Regions from separate parts of the Thunnus thynnus genome. Here region 2 is linked to region 1. The links are chromatin contacts, called in public Hi-C maps. All regions are on one chromosome and are shown on one strand. The core of a region is the stretch at or near the end of the contact, and the rest is flanking DNA. Distances in the headings are between cores, read along the strand shown.

Evidence for each region. Hi-C and Micro-C count contacts between places; a contact is called where the count stands out from the background.
Region 2: a contact with region 1 is called in a Hi-C map of heart, with 2.8 times the contacts expected there. The contact joins the promoter of ywhaba here to the promoter of lsm3 in region 1. A contact is called at or near these places in 2 of 3 Hi-C or Micro-C datasets (heart and muscle).

The regions. Positions count from the first base shown.
Region 1 is chr4:6,321,392-6,329,015 of fThuThy2.1, forward strand. lsm3 (LSM3 homolog, U6 small nuclear RNA and mRNA degradation associated) reads right to left here and starts at 3,366. Exons shown (of 4, transcript XM_067586300.1): 1 at 3,256-3,366. The coding sequence starts at 3,363. It overlaps LOC137180980 (a long non-coding RNA gene), which reads left to right. Exons shown (of 2, transcript XR_010928099.1): 2 at 1-2,494.
Region 2 is chr4:6,463,457-6,471,080 of fThuThy2.1, forward strand. It overlaps ywhaba (tyrosine 3-monooxygenase/tryptophan 5-monooxygenase activation protein, beta polypeptide a), which reads left to right and starts at 3,015. Exons shown (of 7, transcript XM_067586308.1): 1 at 3,015-3,156.

The sequences.
Region 1 (7,624 bases), core at 2,116-4,615:
TACAGTGTATTATAAGGTATTAATATCTTTAAACAGTGTATACTCGGCAAATATATTCTAGATTTATTTATTCTATTTATTTTGGAGTTAGTCTATTTAGTTCTTGTATATAATTTTGCTGTTAATTGGATTTGTTTCTTTTACCAACTTCATTGTTTTGCATTTTGTGATTTATGTGAAGTGGATGAATAAAGTATCTCTCTCTCTATCTGTTGGATTTTCAATTACTTGGACTTTTAAACCTTCTTTGAACTGAAATGCAGCTCAAGTTTTTTTATAACAATTCATCCAGAAAAACTGATCAGAAATGAAGGACATTTTACCAAAAAGTGTACCCTTACACCATCATATAATAAGCAATTAAACATAAAATGTATAATCTGTGTGTGTGTGTGTGTGTGTGTGTGTGTGTGTGTGTGTGTGTGTGTGTGTGCACGCCTCCTCTCCCAGTCCAGCCCAGTGCTCCATACTGGGTCTGGCTGGTACTGAATGCAGGCTGAGGAGGCAGAACAGAGCAGCGGTGTTACCCATTCCACCCGTAGCTGCACCATGGCTCTGCGGTGGAAGAAATCCCTGCTACAGACTAAACACAGTAGTTAACATGTGGCCCCGTAGCTATCTTTAGTATTGGACTGGTGACAGTTTCTGCTAATTTAAGGTTAAAGCAGCCAGTATGCATAGTATCCTGTCATTATTATACATTGTGGTTGTTATTTTCCAATTTGGAAACCACCAGATGGTAGCTAAGTGTGTGTGCGTGTGTGTGCATTTGTTTCCAAGTGAGAAACATTTAAAGCAAGCTCTCACCTGAAAAGACATGCTTGATGGATTGAGACACGCAATCACCAAAGTCATTACAATTTATCCTGAGGGGAACATAAGTGCCTACCAAATCTCATGGCAATCTACTCAATGGTTACTAAGTAGTTTCACTCAGAAACACAAATGTTAACCTCATAGTGGAGATAGAGAATTTGGGAGGGGGATCACCAAAGTTAGGCTAGTAGAGTTCATATTCTGGAGAGCATTTGTACAAAATTTCATACTAATCCTTTTAACAGTTGTTGAGATATTTCAGTCTGGACCAAAGTGGTTGACCATGAGCAGACCATGCTGCTAACATGTAACATAAAAGCAGATAAGATTAAACAGAGTGAGAGCGAGACCCTCACCATTAATCATTAACTCACACACAAGGGGGTGGAGGCCAATAACAGGTTGATGGTGCCATAATACTACTACTTGTAAGAGTAACAATAATGCTAACTTTTGCATCCATCTTCTTTCCCTCCCTCCCTTCACTGCTTTTTTTTTCCCATTATCACATCCTGCAGGATCCAGTGTGTGCCAGGCCGGCCACAAGATGGCCCCAAACTGCAAGAAGAAAGAAGATGACGTCACCGTCCACTGTAGTTCACTGCTCCAACTGAGTGAATCAGTTTGTTTCTGTTACTGTAAAAAATGTTAATAGTTTGTTCTTCTCACTATGTACTATTACTTTATTACTATTATTACTCTAACTCTGTTTTCTAGCATATTCCAGCAATTTTAAACATAGCACAAAAAGTAAGGAAATTTGTGTTTGGTAGATTATTTCTATGTTGTAACAATGCTTCTTGGCAATAAATCTTAGGTGCCAGGCTGTTGTGTCTGTGTATGGTTCTTCCACACGCTACTGAGGCTTCTGTTTGTTAAATGAATAAATTGTTAAATTGCCAATATGTCTTGTTTCTTCAAACTTCAATCATCCAATCCACCAAACACCAAACAAGAGTCAATGGCAGAATAAGTTGTTTGAAGATTTGGCAAATTTTTCATGGGTGCAACCCACATACTCAGCTCTGCTGCTCATCCCACAAATACATGTTCCTTACAAATGTGGCACCATTTAAAAGGGAAATAAACAGGCTTTCCAACAGTATAAGATTTATTGCCAAGAAGCATTGTTACAACAAAGAAATACTCTACCAAACACAAATTTCCTTACTTTTTGTACTATGTTTATGTTAATTTTTAAACATCAAAATTTATAATGGCAGTCTATGGGGGCTATTATCTAACTGAGTTAGCACCTTTGTCATTTTGAAACTCAACTGCTCGGACATCCCTTATCGTAGAGACCCCATTCGAACTTTAAAACGATAACAAAACATTGAAGTCTCCAAGTTTGAGAGAGTCTCTTCTCTCTCAAACTTACAGAATCTCTCTTCCTTCAAACACTTTGTTCACATTGTACTTCCTCATGCTCATTAAGTCCTTCTGTCACTAATTTTCAAATCTCTGAGCTAGAAGCTTCGTTTTAGGCAAATCAGTTTTTCCTCGACAAAATGTGAATTTGTGCAAGGTTCTGGGTTTGACACCAGTGCACAGCAGTGCATATCATTACTCTGCTCTTATAAACAAAGTTGCTCCAGTGTCCTTTATCATGTTAAGAATGTCAGCGTTGCAACCCTTATTTTTTTATGCAATTAAAAGCCTAAATATGAAAAACTGATCCTGTTTTCTGTTTGCTGTGTCACATGTTAGACATACAAGCCATCTTAAAGAGGTGAACCAAAAGAGGAAGCCATGTTTTATAACAGTTTCTTTTTTACAGTTATGTGTGTGTCTGTGGGGTACAAAGCACATTTAATCCGCACAAATGCATACAGAAGTGTTTATTTGGCCAACAATTGCTGATGCTGCAAACAGGATAGTTTTGTTAGACATGACCAGCACCATTGTGGTCATTATGACATTGTTTGACACAAGGATTACATAACATTTTCAGCTATTCATATTTAATGTCTCACAAAACTAAACCGGTGGCCAGCAGCATACTTCAGTCTTTTCATTAATGATATTATAACTGGGAAGTTACATTGATGCATTAGTGATCCATTTTAATGTTCAAAGAATTGTTCTGTAAAGTACAGAAAGATACTTCTTCTTTTGTGTCCCAGACTTAAGATTGTTTTAACTGCAGGGCACACTGAAGGTCATGCGATAGTTGAAACGTTCACATTCTGTAGTACCACTAGCCAACCACAAGATGGCATCCTCACTCAATAACAAATCCTAGAATGAACTTTGGGTTCAGGGCCAATATTTCAATTTACTGCGACTGTTTGACTTTGATAAATGCCGCTGAAGCAATGTCTTTCTATTGATGCTTTGAATTTTCAGGGTCATCCCATATAATGAATATTCATTTAGAAACCATGATATTTGTAGTGATTACCAGCATATGAATGTGAAAAAAAAGCAAATACGTACCAGGTCCACGTTCAGGATGTTCCAGAGAACAAGGTACATGACCTTGCCACGCCAACATAATCTCCTCCCTTGTTGCTGTCTTTCGACTGAAGCCATCAATCCCCTCATGTATGACTGTTCTCCAGCTGTGAAGTGACAAACACAAAATGGTATGAAATACAATTTCACAGAGCCACTTTCTCAGTATGTTGACGCTCACATCAAAGACTTGGTAAATGCTTTGCCCTCGTAGCTTAAAGACACCACAGACTTTTTGAATAAGTTGATGGACTGAAATATTGACTCTAATGATTTTTTATGTACCATGGATATCTCTGGTTTGTACCCCAGTATACCTCACAAGGATGGTCTGGAAGCTCTGAGTTATTTTTTGAATCAAAGAACTGAATCGTGTCCCTCTACGGAGTTATCTTTAACCGAGGAAGTGTTGACAAAGAACTATTTTAAGTTTCAGGACCAATATTATCTCCAGCTATGGGCTCACCGGTGGCTCCAAATTATGCAAATCTGTTTATGGAGAAGTTTGAATTAGATTTTATTTATAATCATAATCCCTATTTTAAGTCCAGTAAGTATTATTGGAGGTATATAGATGATTTATTTTTCATTTGGAGTGGTAGTGCTAATGACTTGAAAGAATTCCATGCATTGATGAACTCAAGTAAGGAATTTCACACTGTGTTTTGATCTTGTATCTTTCTTGGATGTTTTGGTGAAGAAAGTGGGAGCCTCTATACAAACGGAAGTATATATAAAAAAAACAAACATTAGAAATACTTTTTCACTCACCAGCATTAAAAAGAAGTCTACCTTAGAGCAAACTATTGAGGATCAGACACATCTAATTTGGATGATTCTTTTGAGTCACATGCTAGAGTCCTGTGTGATCATTTTAAGTGTAAGGGGTATGGAGAGACATTATTGGATTATCATCTTAAAAGGGTACGCCTAGGTCAGCGATCAGAGTTACTTAAACCGAGCTCCCGAGAGATCCTTTCTCGGGGGCTGGCATTAGTCATTACATTTAGTTCCATCTCTAAGTCACTCCAAAAAGCAGTGAGTGAACATTGGCACATTTTGGAGAGCGACCCTCATATTGGGAGTGCATTTCAAATTCCACCCAGATATTTTTATAAGAGGATCTAAGAGGATCTCTTAGTGAAAACCGATTGATCTAAGAGTCATTGTGACGGCCCTCTGCTTAGTGCTCCTTGTTGTGTTTTTTGTTTGCAGGGGCAGGTTTCTGAGCACACAGATTAGCAGGATGGGACACACCTGGTCCCGGTGTGCCCCACATATAAAGTCAGAGAAGCTGCCAGTTCAGATCCTCTCTTCTCTCCCCCCCACACACTCCTGTGTTGTTTTTTGGTTCTTTTTCTTTTGTTTCACCATCCCACACAGCATACATTCACTCATCCACTCCCTACATGACTGATTTTATCATTTCACCCACCCAAAATCTGGTGTTGAGATTGAGGTTAAGGGCAGAATCACATGCAATAAGAAATGTGTTGTCTATTTGTTAAGATGTCCATGCAATTTATATTATGTTGATGAAAACAAAACAAGACTAGGAGTGTTCCATCCGTAATCATGATGATAAATCAACAGTTGCTAGGCATTTTAACAGCCATAAACATAGTTTGTCTGACTTAGATTACATGGTTATTGAAACTGTGAATATGCCACGGAGAGATGGCAACAGAGACAGAATCCTTCTACAGACAGAGACGTACTGGATACGCTCCCTGATTACCCTCATTCCCAATGGATTGAATAGGAGATTTCATTTTCTTGTTTTTTTATGATCTGAGTATAATTCTTTATGTGAAGAATGTGCTGCATGATTGAGGTGATTTTATTTTATTTTGTTTCTCATGAACTGAACAGAATTTGTGGTTTCTGTTTATTGGATTTCTACAATGCATCATGACTCTACGTTCTTTGAAACTGTGAATATGCCACGGAGAGGTGGCAACAGAGACAATCCTTCTGCAGAGGGAGACGTATTGGACACACTCTCTGAATACCCTCATTCCCAATGGATTGAATAGGAGATTTCATTTTTCTCCTATGAACTGGATATAATTCTCTATGATCTGCTACATGAATGAGGAGATTTTATTTGTCTTCTTATGAACTGAACATAAGTTTTTGCTTTTTGTTTCTTATGTTTGTAGCCCCCTCTGCTGGGATGGACCTTTTGTACCAGTTGTGGATGTCTATAATTAATCCCACCTGTTGTTGATTGTGTAGATTGCCAGCATACACGCTGAAGAAGGGCGCCTGGCCCGAAACGTCCTAGTATACTAGGTGTGCTGTCCTGTCCATTTTCAATACTTCAAGGATTCAGCACCCAGCTTTATGATTGTGAGTTGAGCGTGTTGTAATATATACATTTTTATGAAATACAATTTAAAATGAGAAAACATAGTATTTTAATACCATATAATAAGACAACCCAGTCTATATAGTGGACATAAATTCAATTTTAAAAAAGTGTATCATTAAAAAAATTAATTATTAATAAATTAATATTGTATACTACTTTTACACAACCCTCCATGTACAACTTTGGTATTTCTATATGACTGAAGTTAATTAAATTTGAATTAAATTTGAGACTGAGATAAACCAATTAGGCAGATTATTAGTGGTCTTACTGCTTTTTTTATTGTTATTTTGTTCAAGAAAGTCTATATAATTAAAACGGATCACTTTTAAACAGAGTCTACAGCTCTGTTTTTAAATACTGTGGCAGATCGAGAAGCACACCCTGTATTCCTGTATGCACCACACCACTCTGATAGGAGTGTGATGTAATGAGGCCTCGTTGGGGTTGGTCATGTGGTTTCGGGCGAGGTGAAGGGAGTCATCGAAACAGGTTTGAGAAAAAGCAGAAATGAAAGAGGATGTGGGTGGAGCTGTGTTAAGGTAAGTTTGATTTGCTTGATTTCATTTCATTTTTTGGAAGAACTTTGGTTTTGGTTTTGGTTTTGGTTACGCTGGTCAGCAGGGCTTGTAATTAACTTTTTGATGATTGGCCATTATGGCAACTAGATTTTAAAGTTACCAGCCAATCAGAATTTCCACTGGACAAAATGTTTTTCTTGAAATAAACCAGATTAGAGAGCCACTTGATCAATTTAAACATAAGTATTAGTAAAAATAAAAGATATAGCATAATTAATCTCTTTGACAGCCTCCACCTTGAAATTATTTGTCCCAACCACAGAATGGTTGTCTTGTATTTTCCAGATCCAGCAATCCCGACAGTACATCATGTTTTGTTTTTCTTCTGGTTCAAATATAAGCCACTCACAACCCAATTGCCATTTGGCATTAAATGTCTTCTTCTCCTCTCCTTTGTTTTCGTTTTTATCCTCAGCCTTCCTCTCCTGCTCAATTGGGTTTCATGCCCCAGTCAGAATTCTCCACATTATCAGCTAACTAACTTGACAAACTCATAAATTGACATCAAATATAGCAGTTTAGTTTGTATATGAGACAGTTGTATTACATGCAGGGCTGTAGTGGTAAATAAAAGCTTGGGTAAACCTACCTTATTTCAGCCTCTCCATCACGGCCATGAGGCATCAGTTCTCACAAAGTTTATATGATCCTGAATATAGATCAGTGTTTGAGATATAACAAAATAACAAGACTGACTTATGGGGAATTAATTTACTCAAACTTAACGCCAAATCAAGACATTTTGACTTATAGATTAATCAGTCAGATGAATGATGAATCGGCAGTTTGTGTTTTATAATAACTATCTGTCAATGTTAGTGCTGTGTTTACAACAGTTACTGAGGTCAACAACCTTTTAACAGCTGAAGAAAACCTTCAACAAGTCTGACATATTTTTATTGGGATAACATTTACTGTAGGCTGTGAGTTTACAGTAAAGGTATACATTTTAAATTCTTGACCAAACTGAACCTCAGTTAAGAAAATGTGAAATGTTATATTAGCAGAATGTCTTCAGGTTTATCTGTGGAATCTCTTGAAAAATGAATTTGATGCACACTGAAGACATGAATTTAATAAAGTTACATTTCATCACTTTGATATGTTGAACTTGTTTAAGTCTTTCAGTGTTGGTGATTGATAATGATATAACTTGTGTTTAGGAGCAAGATCAACTGAAATAAAGCTGTAAAAAAAAAAAAAAGTGCAGATAGAGATTCAGAGTTTCCACTAAGGTAAGCTGAACAAGAAATGAGAAATATGTCTGCAGTCATCCACACCAGCTCTACTGATCATTAGACCTATGACACTGGCAGGTTTTTGCTTAAGCTCAATTTATAGTTGTGCATTAGGGGATTCCAGCATGGTGAACTTCATAAATTTATATGACCCGAAA
Region 2 (7,624 bases), core at 1,765-4,264, 140 kb after region 1:
TAAATACATGTATTTTTATGCACTTTGCTACTAGTAGTTATTGTACTGGTACTAACTCTGTGAAATGACAATAAAGTCAACTCCAAATTAAATTAATATACAACACTCATACTTCTACCATGAGTTTTACACTTTCTGCCCCAGTGCATCAAAGTCGTTTTAGGCTTAAAACCTTTTAAAAATAGCACAAGCAAATTACAAAAAAACAATAATGAGAACTTAATCCTACGTGCATATCCACACAAAATCCCAAACAATCTCATAATCCACTCTTCCCAAACACATGTACGCTAACAAGTGCGATTGAACACATAGAGTATTGCTCAACCTCTGTGACCAGTAACACATTATGTTTTGGTGTTAATAGCCTGACTAAATGAATGCTTATACTGGTTTAGTTTACACTTCTACCAGTGGGTAAAAGCTGGAATTCAGACTGAAGGACATGAGTCACATCTGGCGATAGTAGCTGGAGATATGGATGATCTTTGAAGGGTAATATGGGATTTTAGTTTTACTGACAAATTACTATATAATGATATCACTCCATATCTCTTTGTGTATTTTCAAGGACTGCATGATTAAAACTAGCATGATTTTTTGGCTCAAGTCTATTCCTGCTACCTCTCAATATAAGATTTTGGTCAAATATATTTATCTGGAGCTTTAGTAATATATTTTATTAGGGACATCTGCAGAGAGATCATTAGGGAATTAATTTGAATGCCTCTTGTCTAAAATTTCCACCTTTATTCATTTATGATGCCATGTGTTAGTTTTATTAGATTCTCAGCCTCACATACACAAACAGAAATATAAATGTACAATGTGAGCACACATATCCACTGGCCTATATACAGTCTATATATATACATACACACACACACACACACACACACACACACACACACACACACACTGAGCACAGCAAGAACAAAAAAAACACAGCTTTTAAGCAGGAAATCGATCAGTCACAGTTCAGTTACATTCAAATTACACTGAGACATTCAGCTTTCAATCAGTAACCTCTGACATCACTGAGTGATTTGATTGGTTAATAATTTCCTGGTTGCTTGCTCACTGGTCTGTTGTTGCACCCGACTTTTACTCACACAAACTCCTGACACTGGTTGAGTGTCTTGCTTTTCTTGATTAACTCAATGTTTGGTGAAGCATTAATGAATAAATTTGTTTACAATATTTATACTGGTTTGTAGATGTTTTGATTGATTACCAATTGATGAATTAATGAATCTACCGGTTGCTTGACAGGCTGACTACATACAGTTTCACTATGAGAAATTCATAAAAAGTCCTCACCCAAATTACAAAACAGATTTTTCATTCATTTTTGCCTTCTTGTTTGGATAAAGCATGTCTTGTCTGAAAGGATAGAGGACTCTGCAGTTCAAGATGGGAAATGCAAGTCATTTAATCAGTTGATGGAAACATACAATATTCCACAAACACACTTTTTTCATTATTTATAAACTCAGAAGCATTCTATTTTTCTGTCTCTTTCTGTTTAATGTCCACTCTTTGATATTTTTTTAAAAAGTCACCTAATTCAAGGCATTTAAAGGCGCGGTGTGTAGAATTTAGTGGCATCTAGCGGAACGGCATCTTGGCAGAAATGGAATATAATATTCATAAGTATGTTTTAATTAGTGTATAATCCCATGAAAATAAGAATCGTTGTGTTTTCGTTACCTTACAATGAGCCCTTTATAGCTACATAGGGAGCGGGTCTTCTTCCAGCCCACCATTTTACACCGCCATGTTGCTACAGTAGCCCAGACCGGACAAATCAAATACTGTCTCTAGAGAGGGCTTTTCACGTTTTTTGCAAGCCACTATAGGCTCTCCTACATGAAATTGTTTCCACAGCCTGTACGCTACCTTTTACCAACAAGCCAACATGCAAAGCATTGAATTTGATTAATGCAAAAATGATTGGTGTGTCTAGTTGTCTGTGATGACGTAAAATATCGACGATTCACAAGTGTTCAAAATCTCAATATATTGAGCATTATAGAGTAGAGCTTCCATGATTAATTGATTCGTTCTGAACTATTAAATTCATCACCAACTGTTTTGATGATTGATTAATTGTTTTGAGTATTTTTTTTAATGTCCAAAGTCTCTGATTCTAGCATCTCAAATGTAAATATTTTCTTTGATGACTGTAAACTGAATATCTTTGGGTTGTGGACTGTTAGTTGGGACAAAACAAGACATTGGAGGACGTCACCTTTTGGAAAACAGCGATCCACATTTTTCCCCATTTTCTGGACCAAACAACTAATTGATTAATCGAGAAACTAATCAACAGATAATGAAAATAATTGTGAGTTGCAGCCCTATTATAGAGAAAGGGTCTCAAACTCAGATTATGTGGGGGTCATTGCAGATCGTAGGGGTTTAGGGGACCTATTGAACACTCTGTTATCAAAAAATAAATAAATAGGCCAAATGTTTATGTTGACAGGTTGATCAGTTAGCTGCAACCTAAATGTGAAAAGCTGTTTTTTATGCTCCAAATTAGCAGTTAACCCTGTCATTACATAAGGAACAGCAAATGAGTGAACAAAAGGGAGATTTTAGACATAGCTTACATCTTCTCATGTCTTTTTTAATGATTTGAAAAATCAAATTCAATTATAAAAATAATAAAATCTATGGTGAAGATGAAATAATGATAGATCAGATGAGGCCTGTTGATGGGATTGCTGTTTCAGGGTTTGCAGTGGTTGTGTAGGTGGTGTCGTGGGAGAAACCTGCTTCATATAAAGTATAAAAAAAAAAGAAAAAATCAGTGTAACCCACACGAAGCTGTGTCAGCTGACACGATGGTGAACTCAGATACGACAGCAGCGGACTCATGGAGACAGTTGCCACGGAGACCGAGCGCACGTCATCCTGTAGCGGTTGCCATGGTCCTCCTGACGTCAAAGCCCCTCGCAAGATGCTTAGGAAACCCCCTGGCGCAGTCGCTATGGATACTGGCGGGGGGAGGGGTGGGGTTTAGAGGAAGCGGAAGTGTCAGAGCAGGCGGAAGTGGTACTGCCCTGAATACCCTGAGCAGCGAGCGGAGGACGGCTTGATAAACTCCCATCGTTCAGAGAATAAAATCGGGATTCCTAGTACGCTCTAAATGTGAGTTTACCTGCATATCACTCGATTATTGTCTTATATAAAGGTTAAGGAGAGTCTTTCGGGGGTAAGATCAGCCCCAGCAGTGGCCCCATTCCCTGCCTCTGCGGCGGAAGGTGCCTATTGTGGTTTGGGGCTCGGTGCGAGGATTTAGGCCGGGACTTGCGGCCAAAATAGCGAGAAATACCCCACAAAACACCTGGCGTGAGGTCGCCCGTGTTCTTTGTGCTGTCGAGTTTTTTACAGGTCGCTCTTTTTTTTTGAAGGCCCAGATTTCGGTCGATGCCACGCGCGGTGCGCCGGAGCCCGTGTGTGTGTATGTGTGTGTGTATGTGTGTGTAGGGGAGGGAGGGAGAAGCAGTACCCGAGTTTGGCCATTTTGACAGCTTAGCAGCCGCGGCCGTCGTGAAAGCAGCCCCGAGACATTTTAGCATTCAGTGCTAGCGTACGTTACACGGGCACGGATGATAACGTAAAGCTATTAACCACACAACCGACATATCTGGCTTCATTAGATGCAGAATAGACACCAGACAAAGCAGCGTGATTTTCGATTATGTGTTTAGTGTGATGTCTTTAGCCGAGCTCCGTCATGGCGTAGTGAGACGACATGGAAGCTAACACACCCTCCCTGTTTCCCGGGAGTTTCCCCCTCAAAGGCGATTTCACTTTTTAAAAAGGGTTTTTTTTCTTTCGATTTCATATAACTGTTAGGAGACGGAACAGACACCATATTTAACCCCCCTTTGTAATAGCTATTTCAGCGTACAGTATGTCGGTGTCGGCTTATATTGTATCTCCAATCCAGATTGAACTGGGTCAGGTCCCGTTAGCAGCTAAGCTAACGGTTGCAGCCAACGGCCGTGCTGTGACGTGAGGTTAGCATGCTAGCTAGGCGGTAATCTGTCTCTCCATCTTAAAATTCCGCAGGGGGATGCGACAAGGAGGGCGTAGCTGCTAGCAGGCCGACTAAGCAACCAATGTTTCACAGTCTTGGCCTGGAGGGCTGTTTTAAGCGTTATATCGTTTGCTTTTTGAATTTTTTAGTTTTTAAGCTGTTCGTTGTTTCTCGGTCTGCCGTTGAACACGGTGTTCCTCATTTTCGGTGCGCATAATAAGCCTGTTAACCTTAATAGTCAGCTAGGTGGTTGAGTAATAGCACTGCTACTGTTGAGTGTGTTGGTGGCGAGCCAAATGATTGTAGCTGATCGAAGAGGCCAAGTTGGACAGATTTTAATCGATGTGTGGGTCGTTAACCAACGCTTCATTAATGCGCCTGCAACCGTGATAAGCGACGTTTTACTCGATGCTAAATGGTAGCTTGAGGATGCTAAATTGAAACATGTTAGCCTAGGAAGGCATAACACGATTGTCGAAATGACAGCAATGTGTGAATGCCACATGTAAGGACTCACTTTCTATTCGAGTTAACTGTAAACCTCACTGTTAACCTGGTATTTACACTGTACATATGTTCCCATCTGTGCGTATTTAATGGCCTATCAAATTAATTGTAAAAAATACTGCTTAGCCCATTTAATTTTATTGTATCGGAGTAATAAAATCCATAAAGCTAAAGACACCGTTTTCAGAATCATTAAGTATAACTGCCCTTTCATGGGCTATGTGTTTCCACTATCTTGTCTATTGTCATGTATGATTATCATTCTGGAAAGACTGTAGTAAATACCCTTTTTTAAAAGTAAGACACATCAGGTGCATTTCGGCAAGGGCGTGTTAATCCCGTCATACCTATACTTTACAATGTCCTAAAATGATGAAACGTGTGATTTGAAAGGTGCCGCTGACAGATAAAACCCCTCAGCCCTCACAGATAAAAGAACAGAAACCGTCTGTGTTTTAGGGCTGAGACTAACGATTATTTTCATTATTGATTAACTTTATAAATAGTTTGGTCTCTAAATTTGCATAAAATAGTCTGTCAGTTTGAAAACCCATGAAAAAAAAACACATTTCCCATAATCATCATTATAATTGTATTTTCACAAGTTTTAATTTAAGTATGGGTGTGTGTGAGTAATGTAATATGATTAAAAAGGTATTGCTCCTTCAAATCAAGAACTGAAGCTGAGCAAGTGATGTAAATGTTGAACTTTCGGTCAATATGAAACAAACACATTTCCCTCACGTCAACCACAACACAACACTGGTGAATTTAGATCAATCTCAGGTTTTTTTCTCAATGAGTGTCCTGATAACAGAGGAAATGGGTACGTGAATTTATAATGACCCTATACGCTAATGGTCTTACCATTTTGTTTTTTGGTAAACTAATGGAACTGCACTCAATATCAGCAGATAATTGATTTCTCGATCCATCCCTTGAATCAGCACTGAAAATGTGCTGTTGGTGCGCTCCCAGCTGAGAGGCTATTAAATACTCTGCAGACCATAGGAAGTGCATAAGAGTGTCAGCAGCATCACAATTTAGCTAATCTGAGAATGATTTTTTTTTTCAAATTTGTCCCCTCATGTTTTCATTTATGTCTGCTGTCATGCTGTTGCTTGACATTCCAACATAGAGTAGTCCAATATTAAAATAATTAGCATAACTAACATTGAGAAGTGTAGGCGACACTCAGTACTAACACAAGTAATAATCTGTGGCATTTTTTATTATTGAAGCATTGAGAAATGTTTAGGGCTGCGACTAACAATTATTTTCAGTATTGATCAATCTATTGATTTTCTTGATTAATCAATTAGTTGTTTGGTCCAAAAATGTCAGAAAATGGGGAAAATGCCGATCACTGGTTCCCAGAGCCCCAAGGTGACGTCTTCAAATGTCTTGTGTTGTTCACAGCAGTCCACAAGATATTGCGTTTACTGTTACTGAAGACTAAAGAAACCAGAAAAGATTTTTTTCTTAAAAACATTCTCAAAACGATTAATTATCAAATACATATGGTATTGTTTGGTGAAATCCTTTTTAAAGAAATCTTAATGTTTTTTTTAACAACTTTTTCTCAAGCTCCCATAAAGAAAATGTATATTTTTCACAGTACAGATTTTATGTCACTACCCTCATATTATGTAATCGATCAATCTGAATAGTCTTATCAGTCAGATTTTAAAGAAGAAAAGCTGACAGTTCAACTTAAAATAGCTGAGAAATCAATTAAGTTAGTAACATTAAGATAAAAAGGTTACAGAGGTTATAGGAAATATACAAATGGCAGTGGTAAAAAAAAATTTAAGAACAGATGCCATATATAATGGATATAATACTGAAAGACAAGATCTTTTATCACACACATAAAGGACAATGTATCAAAATGAAAATATATAATTGTAGTTAAATATTTTTATGAGGATAGATGGCCTATAGCTATACCATTTTGAGTATAGTGATACTGTTTGGTCAAAATACATTAGCGCCGTTTTAATATGGTGCCTATAAAAAGTATTCAAACCCTTGGGCTTTTTTTTTCAAGTTTTATTTTCTACTATGGAATTACACTTGATGTAACATTCCCAGCATTGATCATGGGGGGCAAATGTACTTAATTTATGTACAAATTAAAGTATAAGTCAAAGTATAATGGGGATTATTTATTATTTCAAGGTGTGACATTGGCCTGCTCATTGATTTCCAGTACTGCACCTGATGGCCCAATACAATCAGGCATATTAAAGTGTTACCACGGTATAAACAGTAGTAGTGAAACAATTCTCCAAATCCACAGTTCGGTTCAGACCTCGATTTTGAGCCACAGTTCGGTTCATTTGGTTTTTGGAGGGTTGAATAAGGAAAAATGGGAAATTCTGGGTTTTATTAAATCAACTGCAATTTGAAATATCAAGAACACCAAAGAACATTATGGATGTAGATTAACTTTATAAATTAACTTCACATTGATTAACTAAGTAAACATAATTACTGTATTTCCTCTTAATAGTGGCCGGGGCCTTTATTTACATCAACTGCAGACGGTACCAGGCCTTTATTGGAAGCAGGCTTACACAGAGGCCTTTATTTCTAATTCCCTCTGTTTAATAAGATATGATATTTGCTCATATTATAGTACGAAACCTCCTTGTTTTCTGATATGCTTCCTTTTGCTCTGTTAATTTTTTGTTACTTCATTAGCGGTGATTACGATAACCAGCACCATAGACTGCCGCTGGCCGAGGCAGCTAACTTCCAGTTAGCCCTCTGGAAACCTGAATGAGGATAAAATCTTTTAAGCGTGCCGCTGTTCTAGACTTTCCAAATGTTATCAGATCGAATAGATAAAATTCTGCTAGTGCATATTGCATATTGCACTAGCAGGGGTTATGAGTTGCTTGGCTTGAAATAGAAGACGGAAACGCGTTTCGATACGGTGGATGTTTGTGTAATGGTTTCGGTCTCAGTTTCAGAACTGTTCCACACCCCTAATAAACAGTATCGGAAATTCACATGTGGCTGACAAATTTCTATAGTCTCAGTACATATTGTCATATTCTC